Regions from separate parts of the Sus scrofa genome. Here all the other regions are linked to region 3. The links are chromatin contacts, called in public Hi-C and HiChIP or PLAC-seq maps. All regions are on one chromosome and are shown on one strand. The core of a region is the stretch at or near the end of the contact, and the rest is flanking DNA. Distances in the headings are between cores, read along the strand shown. Region 1 holds the start of GK5 (putative glycerol kinase 5). Region 2 holds the start of TFDP2 (transcription factor Dp-2). Region 3 holds the start of RNF7 (ring finger protein 7).

Region 1 (2,700 bases), core at 193-2,692, 490 kb before region 3:
ATTCGCTGAAAGGGAGTTGGTTAACAGACAGTTTTGTCAAAAGAACAATTTGGTTCAAAAGGAATATCCTTTACTTATTAATCAGTATACCACTATTTATTTTATTTTATTATTTTATTTCATTTATTTTTAGGGCTGCATATGGAGGTTCCCAGGCTAGGGGTTGAATCGGAGCTACAATTGCTGGCCTTCACCACAGCCACAGCAAGTCAGGATCCTAGCCGTGACTGTGGCCTATACCACAGCTCACGGCAAATGCTGGATCCTTAACCCACTGAGCCAAGGCAGGGATCCAACCCCAAACCTCATGGTTACTAGTCGGATTCATTTCGCCTACGCTACAACAGGAACTCCAGTATACCACTCTTCACTGTTGAACTTTTTCACAAAAAACGCATATCCATATTACTTTCATAATTTTACAAAAAGGTAATGAATATTTTCAGGTACTGGGTTTTTGGGGGGCTGGAGGTGGAGTGGTGGCTGGAACAGGTCTTGACACCTCCCCACTCCCCACAGATAAGGACTTGGAGCTGGACCACCCCTCAAAAATCCCCTTGGATTCAAAGCTGGTGATCAAAACGGAAGGAAACTCAAAATTACCACATGCGTCCTTCCTGCCCTCTGAGGGGAAGATCTCATGCTTTTGAGGCAGGAAAGGTAAAGGGGCTTTCAGATTCTTGAAAAAGCAATCGTTGGGGTGGAGTTTGACGGTAAAAACAGATGCCTTGCGCTGTGCTCCTTCCTCCGACCAGAGGGCTGCGAAAGGTCTCACTGGTTGAGTGTTATTTCATTTAGCAAGTATTTATTGAGAAGTATTGTGTGTATCTGACCAGGTTTTCTGGGGAGAAGTCTTGGGAAACTCACAGTTTATTAATAAATACCTTTGGCCCAATTTTGTATTTCCTTTTAAGAGTTAAAAGAATAGCAGGCGAAGTTCCCCTAGCGGCTCAGTGGTTAACCAATCTGACTAGCATCCATGAGGACAGAGGTTCAATCCCTGGCCTGACTCAGTGGGTTAAGGATCCGGACTTGCGGTGAGCTGTGATGTAGGTCGCAGGCGCGGCTCCGATCCTGCCGGAGCCTGCGTTGCTGTGGCCTGGGCGGGCAGCTACAGCTACCATTTGACCTACAGCCTGGGAACCTCCATATGCCCGCAGTAGTGGCCATAAAAAGCAAAAACAAACAAAAGAAACGCAGGCACTTCCTGCATGATGCTCGGCATGAGGAGGGAAATCATGAAAATTACCGGCCGGGAAACGCCGAGAGCGGCGGGTGTTTGGAGAACTGGGCCACGTGCGTGAGCTGGGGCTCCAAAGTCCCACCGAAAACACACTCGCCTCTACGCCCCCAGGCGGCCACTCGGCCCGCGCGCGCTCCAGCGAAGGGGCCCTGCGCAGCCGTGACGTCACGGCGTCGGGGCGGGGCCCTCGGCAGGGGCGGGGCCGCTCCCGGAGCTCGCGGAGGGGGCGGGGCGGGCCGGGGGCGGTGGCCCGGTTGGGCGCGCTCCGCTCCTGCGGTGCGAGTGTTTGGAACTAGCCTGCTCGGCTGGCGGCTGCGGTAGAGAGGCGTTCGGGTCGGGATGTCCGAGCTGTCCACCGTTGCAGAGCAGGAACGCCAGGAGCAGAGCGCGCCGGACGGGCGGCGCGCAGGCTTCGTACTGGGGCTGGACGTGGGCAGCTCGGTGATTCGCTGCCACGTCTATGACCGCGCGGCGCGGATCTGCGGTTCCAGCGCGCAGAAGGTGACTGGGGAGCGGGCGTCGGGGCTGCGGGTCAGCGTCGCGCAAGACGCCCGGGATCCGATCGTGGGCGCAGAGAGGGCGGGACCGCCTCATCCGGCCTGGAGGCCGCCACCTGCAGCACCGCCGGCCCTTGGTCTTGATCGGGGCGCCGGGATCGGCCAGGTCACCGCATTCCCTCCTGGGTCAGACTGAAACCCGTGCGCCTTTCCTGTCCCGGCTGAGGACCCTAGGGGCCCGCTTTGTCACCCGGGGCCGCTCACTAGCTTCCTCTCACCTGGGGATTCGCCCCTCTGGCCTTACCTGGGTGAGAATGCGGTGACTCCCGGGGCTGGGCAGGGTAGGGCGGACTGCGCATATCTAGCCAGAGGGTACTTTGTGATTTGCTTGGTTTTTCCTGCACTTCCTTGGTAGACCTCCAACACTGTCTTTATTTACATTTAAAATTTTCAGATCTTGATGGGATTTGACTTTATGTCCGTTCTTCATTTGCCATTATTAACTGTTTCCCAAAGTGCTGAGCAGCTCATTTCCATGGATACGGGAAGTTATTTACTCTTCTGTCCAATACCAACTTCTTTTTATATTAGCAGTGTTAGGGCGAGCAGGAGCTATTACCTAACCCATTCCCAGCAGCACAGAGCTCCCCTTTTGCTGGATTCCCACCCTTCTTCCCACCCCCTTTAGAAGCGGTTTTCTGCCTTAGCAGTTGCCCAGGAGCAGGTCCAGTCAAAACAGTTCTTTGAGCGCTCGTGTTGAGGACTTCCTCATGCTGGTGTCAGAACCGGGACAGGGAGCTGGGACTAGAGCAGCTCCCTGGTCCTTTCTGCGTCCACCTGTGCAGGAAAGGGTGAGTACTGCCCACTCACCCCTACCCCCACCTGAAAGGAGAGACAAAAGGCAGACTCTGTCCTTAGAAACTATGTGCTCCTTATCTTTTTGAGTCTTTATCAGAACAC
Region 2 (2,700 bases), core at 73-2,572, 390 kb before region 3:
TTTCTCCCGCCACAACTGCTTACACTTTGTACTCTGTGTCTTGCTTACACCTTGTGCTGGGGAGATTTACAATCCATCTCCCCTGCTAGACTGAGCTCCCTGAGGAAAGAAGTTTTGTCTCTTTTGCTCATGTTCATACCTTTGTGCCTAGAGTGTCTGAAAAGTATTGAAGTTGAAACCTTAACAAAATTTCTGTGGAAACTAAACAAAACCTATTGATTTGTTACTGAAAAAATGCAAGGTAATGACTCCATCGGGGCTTTTGCATTTTAGAATCAGTCCAAGGAGACTGCCTTTGGCATTCTTGAACGCCTGACTTTATCTAGGTACAATTATGCAGAAATTATCTCTCCACTCCACCCCAGAGAAAGGTCCAAAGGTACTTTCTCACCTCCCCCACCTCGTTTAGGTATTTATTTAAATGGCACCTTTCCTGCTGCCTTCCCTGGGTACTGTGTTTAAGACAAGCCATCCTTCAAACACCCTCTCTACTAGACTGTTTTCCCCACAGCATGTGTACCAGCATGTAACAGCTAATATCTTGCTTATCTCTTTTGCATATTGTCTTTCCCACCCCACTAAAATGTAAGCTCACATGATTTTCAGATAGGCACACAATTAATAAAATGTATTAATATTGGAAGTGTATTTGGGGATAGGAGCCGTGATTTTCTCTTCAGCTTCTAGTGACCTGGCCTGGTTTGGATCTTATATGCCAGTGATTGAAGGACCCACATCCCGGGGCTCTCTAACCCACTGTCTGAACAATTCACAGGGTATTGCACACTTGGCCTCACACGTGGCCTCAATCACTTGTCCCCATTCTCCTTCACTCTGCTCCCCTGGAGATGACCCATTCGAATGCCTAGGGACGGAGATGTAACCGCCCTAGTTCCCCCTTTTCTAAGGGAGATAGGGTTTTCCTGCTTTAGGCTGAGGGGATGGGGGAGGATGAAAAAGTCAAGATTCCCACCATGGCCAGGGGAGACAGGGGAGGGTGTTTCTATATATTTTAGGCCTCAGGCCTGTAGCCTGCCCTGGAGGGGGCCGGGGAGCCGTGTGGTGGGACCGCTGCGGGGGGCCCACCAGGAACCTCCAGTGAGCTACCCAAGGCCGGTGCAGAGTGCAAGAGACCCCGCTTCCCCACCTGGCGGCCCCCTCCTCTCTTTGGGAAGCCTGGGGGCGGGGTTTGTTTACTCCTTGCACGCACCGCCGGCTTGGCCAATGCGTGGGGAGAGGCGCCTTACGTCACTCATGCCGAAGGCCAATCGGCGCTCACCGTGCTGCTCCGCCGCCAAAGCTCGCGCGGGGGAAGCGGGGCAGTGGCGGGGCCGGGAAAGGGCGGACGAAGCCGCCAGCGCTCTCTGCTGCAGCCGCCGGAGCTGCTCGGTAAGCGGGGCGCGCCCTGACCCTTCCTCTTTGGGCAGGCTCGAGGTCGCGCGCGCGCGCGGTCGGCGTCCCGGGGCCTCGAACTCCAGGGCCTCCACTGGGCAGGCCGCGGATCGCCCACCCTGCCCCGAGTGTAAATCCACCGGGACCTGGCCGCCGCCAAGCGCCGGCGCCACTGGAGCGGCGGCGCCCGAAGACGCGCCCCAGGCTCGAAGAAGAGCCCTGCGTGGCCGCCTTGTCCTCTGCAACCTAGCGGCGGTAAGGTCCAGGGCGAGGGCGCGGGCTCCGTGCCGAGGGCCTCTGGATTCGGCCCGCCGAGTTCCCGGGCAGGTTTCCCTCCATGAGCCTCCGGCCCCCTTGCAACCTCGGGTCCCATCTGTTTATTCCCACGCGTTCTTCCAGGCCTCGCCGAGTAACCCTTAAGGGTCTGGGGAAGAGTCGGAAACTCGAGACTCCCCTACTACCCCACTCCCCCGTACAAATTGGAGTGAGCCACCGTGCCTGAGTCACGCCTCGTGGAAGAGAGGAAAGGCTGCTTTCTCCTCTCTCGGCATCTTCAGGGGAGAAGGATGGCGTTAAGTCTAGGTTTCCGACTTTTCCTCCTTTCATGACCCATAGGCCTCCATCTCTCTCTATCAGGTGTATTTCAGAGTGCCAAAGCCTTTTGCGATTGGAAGAACCTCATCGCCCCCATAAGGGAACTTTTCTCTAAAGTAGAGGATCACTTTTGGGGCCCAGGCTCCTTTGAGAAATTCCAGAGAGCCAAGGTCTCCTCCCCTCTCCACCTTCCAGAAAAGTATAAAGGTTTTTGTAGGATCTTGTAGAGAGACTATGCAGCCAAGTGGGTGAGCTCTCAGCCTCTGCTACCAGCTGGTATTACCTTGCGTGTGGTCTCTTTCTTCATCTGTAAAAGAGTATCCACCTATTCGGGTTGTTGCCGGGAGTAAATGGACTAATAGGTGGAACCCTTTGGAACAAAGCTCATCTCCTATTAAGTGCTCTGCCCTGAATGAGTTAGGCCTTTAATTGACCACCGTGAATGGTGGTTTGTAAAAGGTCCCTCTATTGATGTTTCTCTTTTTTCTGCTGAAACAGTTAACAGGCTCATCATCCCTTTCTGTATTCACTGCTGAAGCTCCTTTTGAGCCTTTGAATACTTTGAATGCTTTTCTCTTCCTCATTCTATCTCTGAGGATTCAGACTCCCTTCCCACTTCTTTACTCTCTTTTTAGTAAGGCATTCCCTCCCTTCTCCGTTCTCCCCCAAATCTTTGTCTTGTGTTTTTTCATTTGACTTCTATAGCCTCATTCC
Region 3 (2,700 bases), core at 104-2,603:
TGCTGCGCCACGAAGGGAACTCCTTATAGTTGATTTGAGAGCAATTTTTGAGTTATTTTCTCCAAAACTCTGATTTTTCGGTTTAAGATGTAAAAGCTTTCAAACTATAGAAACCTCGGTTTCATTTAAGATGCTCTCACAGTGATTTTAAATGCCCTATTAAAAAAAATAAGGATGCATTTAAACAGCATCTCTTTTTCAAGGTGTTCTGAGATCTTAGAACAGAAACCATATAAAATATAACAGGATGAAGCTGTCCCGAAAGGTTTCACTTGGTCCAATATTTTTAAAAAAATTTATAGAAAGAAGTGACTTATTTGTAAAAGAAAATTCTCCACAAAGGCCTATCAGGACACTGTCTTCTCCAGGAAATGGCATCCTTTGATAGCGTAGGGCCAGGAATGAGATTAAAATTTATGTTTCTGAATAAAGGGCTTAACATTCTTCTTCAAGACAAGCTACTGCCATCTGACCAGTCTTGAATCATCCAAGTTTTAAAGCCAGCAGAACAGTAGCTAATCCCGAAAGGCAACAGCTAGGGACACTTCTTTCCTGCGCCTCTCCGGAACAAGACTAAGAGTCATTACTGTGGAAGATGACTCCAGAGCATCACTCTGGTGTGTGAAAAGAAGCATTAAAACGACCCGCTGACTCAGGGCCTTGACCGTGACCTCTACAGTTTGCTTTTAGAAAAGGGTGGCGAGGTTGGGCCCACAAACCAAAGTGGTGCCTCGCAGCTCCCATCAACTCACCTACTTTTATTGTCTTGACCACACCCATCACTACCTGAAATTACCTTTTTAACTGCCCTGCTTTCCACCTGTTTCGTTCCCCAGACTACCAGTCCCCGTCGCCGGCCGCAGCCCTCCGACTAGCAGCAGCACGGGCGTGGCCCCAGTCTTTCGCTCCCAGGCAGGGCGACCCCGCCCCTATACCTCCAGGAACAGTCTCTCCGAGGCTCGGTGTGTCCCACGGGCCGGAGCTGGGCCCGCGGAGGCCGCAGCACAGCCAGGGTCTCGAGTGCAGCGCTTACCCATCACCTGGACCCTGCAGATGGCGCACGTATCGCACTCCACGTCCCAGCTCCACATGGCCACCGCGTTCCACTTCTTCAGAGAGAACATCTTGTCGCCTCCCGACTTGGTTCCTGAGCTACCGGAGTGAGAGGACAGGGCGCAGGGCTCCTCGCCGTCTTCCACGTCTGCCATGGCGGCGGCGCGAAGCCGGCGGCGGAGACGTTAGGTTGCGGAAGGCGGGCGACTATGGCGGCTCCCTGGGGCCCCTCGCCGGGCCACAGCGCCGCCCGCAGGCTGCGGGCCACCGTGGGGCCTACGACGGAGGCCGCCCGAGACTGGCTGGCGCGTCCCAGTGACGTCACCGCCCCCGCGCCCTGGGCCCGGCCCGCTCCGACTCTTTGGCCAAGAATGGGCGCCGCGCTCAGGAGGGTTGCCGGTGCAGGAAGCAGGTGTTCTGCTTTATGCCTTCGTGACCCTTCTGGCTCTCACAAGTTGTCATATTGATGTACTCCCTTCCTAAATGAAAACGCCATCGGAGCGAGGACGTGACTTGATCACCACCTTCTCCTGGGTATGTGAAAAATGCCTGGCCTCAGGAGGGGTAGTTATTTGTTGAGTGAATGAATGACTATCTTTTAGAAATCTGGTTCAGCCGTTCTCAAACTTTTTGGTCTTGGCACCCCTTTACACTTAAGAATCACTGGAACATTAAAGAACTTTCGGTTTGTAAAATATGTGTACACACAAACACACACTTTTTTTTTAAGAAATACGAAAAAAATTTTAATGTATTCACTTAAAAAATAACCATAGGAGTTCCTGTTGTGGTTAAGCGATGAGGAACCCGACTAGTATCTAGTATACATGAGAATGCAGGTTCAATCCCTGGCCTTGCTCAGTGGATCGGTGTTGTTGTGAGCTGTGGTGTAGGCTGGTAGCTGTATCCGATTCAGCCCCTAGCCTGGGAACTTCCATATGCCACAGGTGTGCCCCCACCCCCCGCCCCCGCAAGGAAAAGCAATAAACCCATTACAAGTAATCATTAGAACAAGGATATCACATATCTTGTAGCTTTTATAAAACTCCACTGTATACTCACAGGAGAAAGTGAAGAGAAATAGCGGTGAATATTGTTATGCAAATACTTTTGACCTTGTTTCCCCTGAAAGGATCCCAGGAACCCCCGGGGACCACACTCTGAGAACCTCTATCTAGTCCAACATCCTCCTTTTATTGATAGGAATGTTGAGGTCCAGAAAAATAAGATAAAGACACACCATTATTCCCTAAAGGTAACTGTTTTGAATCCAGGGTTCTTCTGCATCTAGCCCGGGGTCATATTATTATGTTTTCCCAAGCAAAGCAGATAACATCTCTATTTAAATAAGAAAGCTGTGGTATGGAGAGCCCACGAAGATGCCTGATCACCACTACCACCTAGTGGTGGACACCTGCTGTGTCGGGTTTGGAATTCAGAGCCTCCCACCTTTTCCTACTGGGCCTCATCCCCTCCTCTCCTGATGTCTGGATGGGGGCTAGAAGCTCCAGAAATCTGGCGGAGGAGGCAAGGAAGCATATATGTGTGAAAATATAAATGTGGATACATTTGGGTCACATTTGGCTAGATGCTGATGGAAGAGGTGACGTTTGAACTGGGGGAAGATGGGAGGCATCGGAGGCCCGG

The links. Hi-C and Micro-C count contacts between places; a contact is called where the count stands out from the background. HiChIP or PLAC-seq counts read pairs in DNA pulled down with a chosen protein or histone mark.
Region 1: an H3K27ac HiChIP or PLAC-seq map of alveolar macrophages shows a contact between it and region 3. The contact joins the promoter of GK5 here to the promoter of RNF7 in region 3. A contact is called at or near these places in 1 of 47 Hi-C or Micro-C datasets (alveolar macrophages) and 1 of 2 datasets of contacts at active chromatin or transcription factors (alveolar macrophages).
Region 2: a contact with region 3 is called in a Hi-C map of embryonic fibroblasts, with 1.5 times the contacts expected there. The contact joins the promoter of TFDP2 here to the promoter of RNF7 in region 3. A contact is called at or near these places in 1 of 5 promoter capture datasets (fetal liver), 1 of 47 Hi-C or Micro-C datasets (embryonic fibroblasts) and 1 of 2 datasets of contacts at active chromatin or transcription factors (alveolar macrophages).

Annotation. Positions count from the first base shown.
Region 1 is chr13:83,034,331-83,037,030 of Sscrofa11.1, reverse strand. GK5 (putative glycerol kinase 5) reads left to right here and starts at 1,442. Exons shown (of 16, transcript XM_003483257.4): 1 at 1,442-1,744. The coding sequence starts at 1,583.
Region 2 is chr13:82,936,303-82,939,002 of Sscrofa11.1, reverse strand. TFDP2 (transcription factor Dp-2) reads left to right here and starts at 1,322. Exons shown (of 11, transcript XM_021069559.1): 1 at 1,322-1,389.
Region 3 is chr13:82,547,128-82,549,827 of Sscrofa11.1, reverse strand. It overlaps RNF7 (ring finger protein 7), which reads right to left and starts at 1,353. Exons shown (of 3, transcript NM_001245011.1): 1 at 1,034-1,353. The coding sequence starts at 1,208. LOC102160777 (a long non-coding RNA gene) reads left to right here and starts at 1,388. Exons shown (of 3, transcript XR_001300354.2): 1 at 1,388-1,587.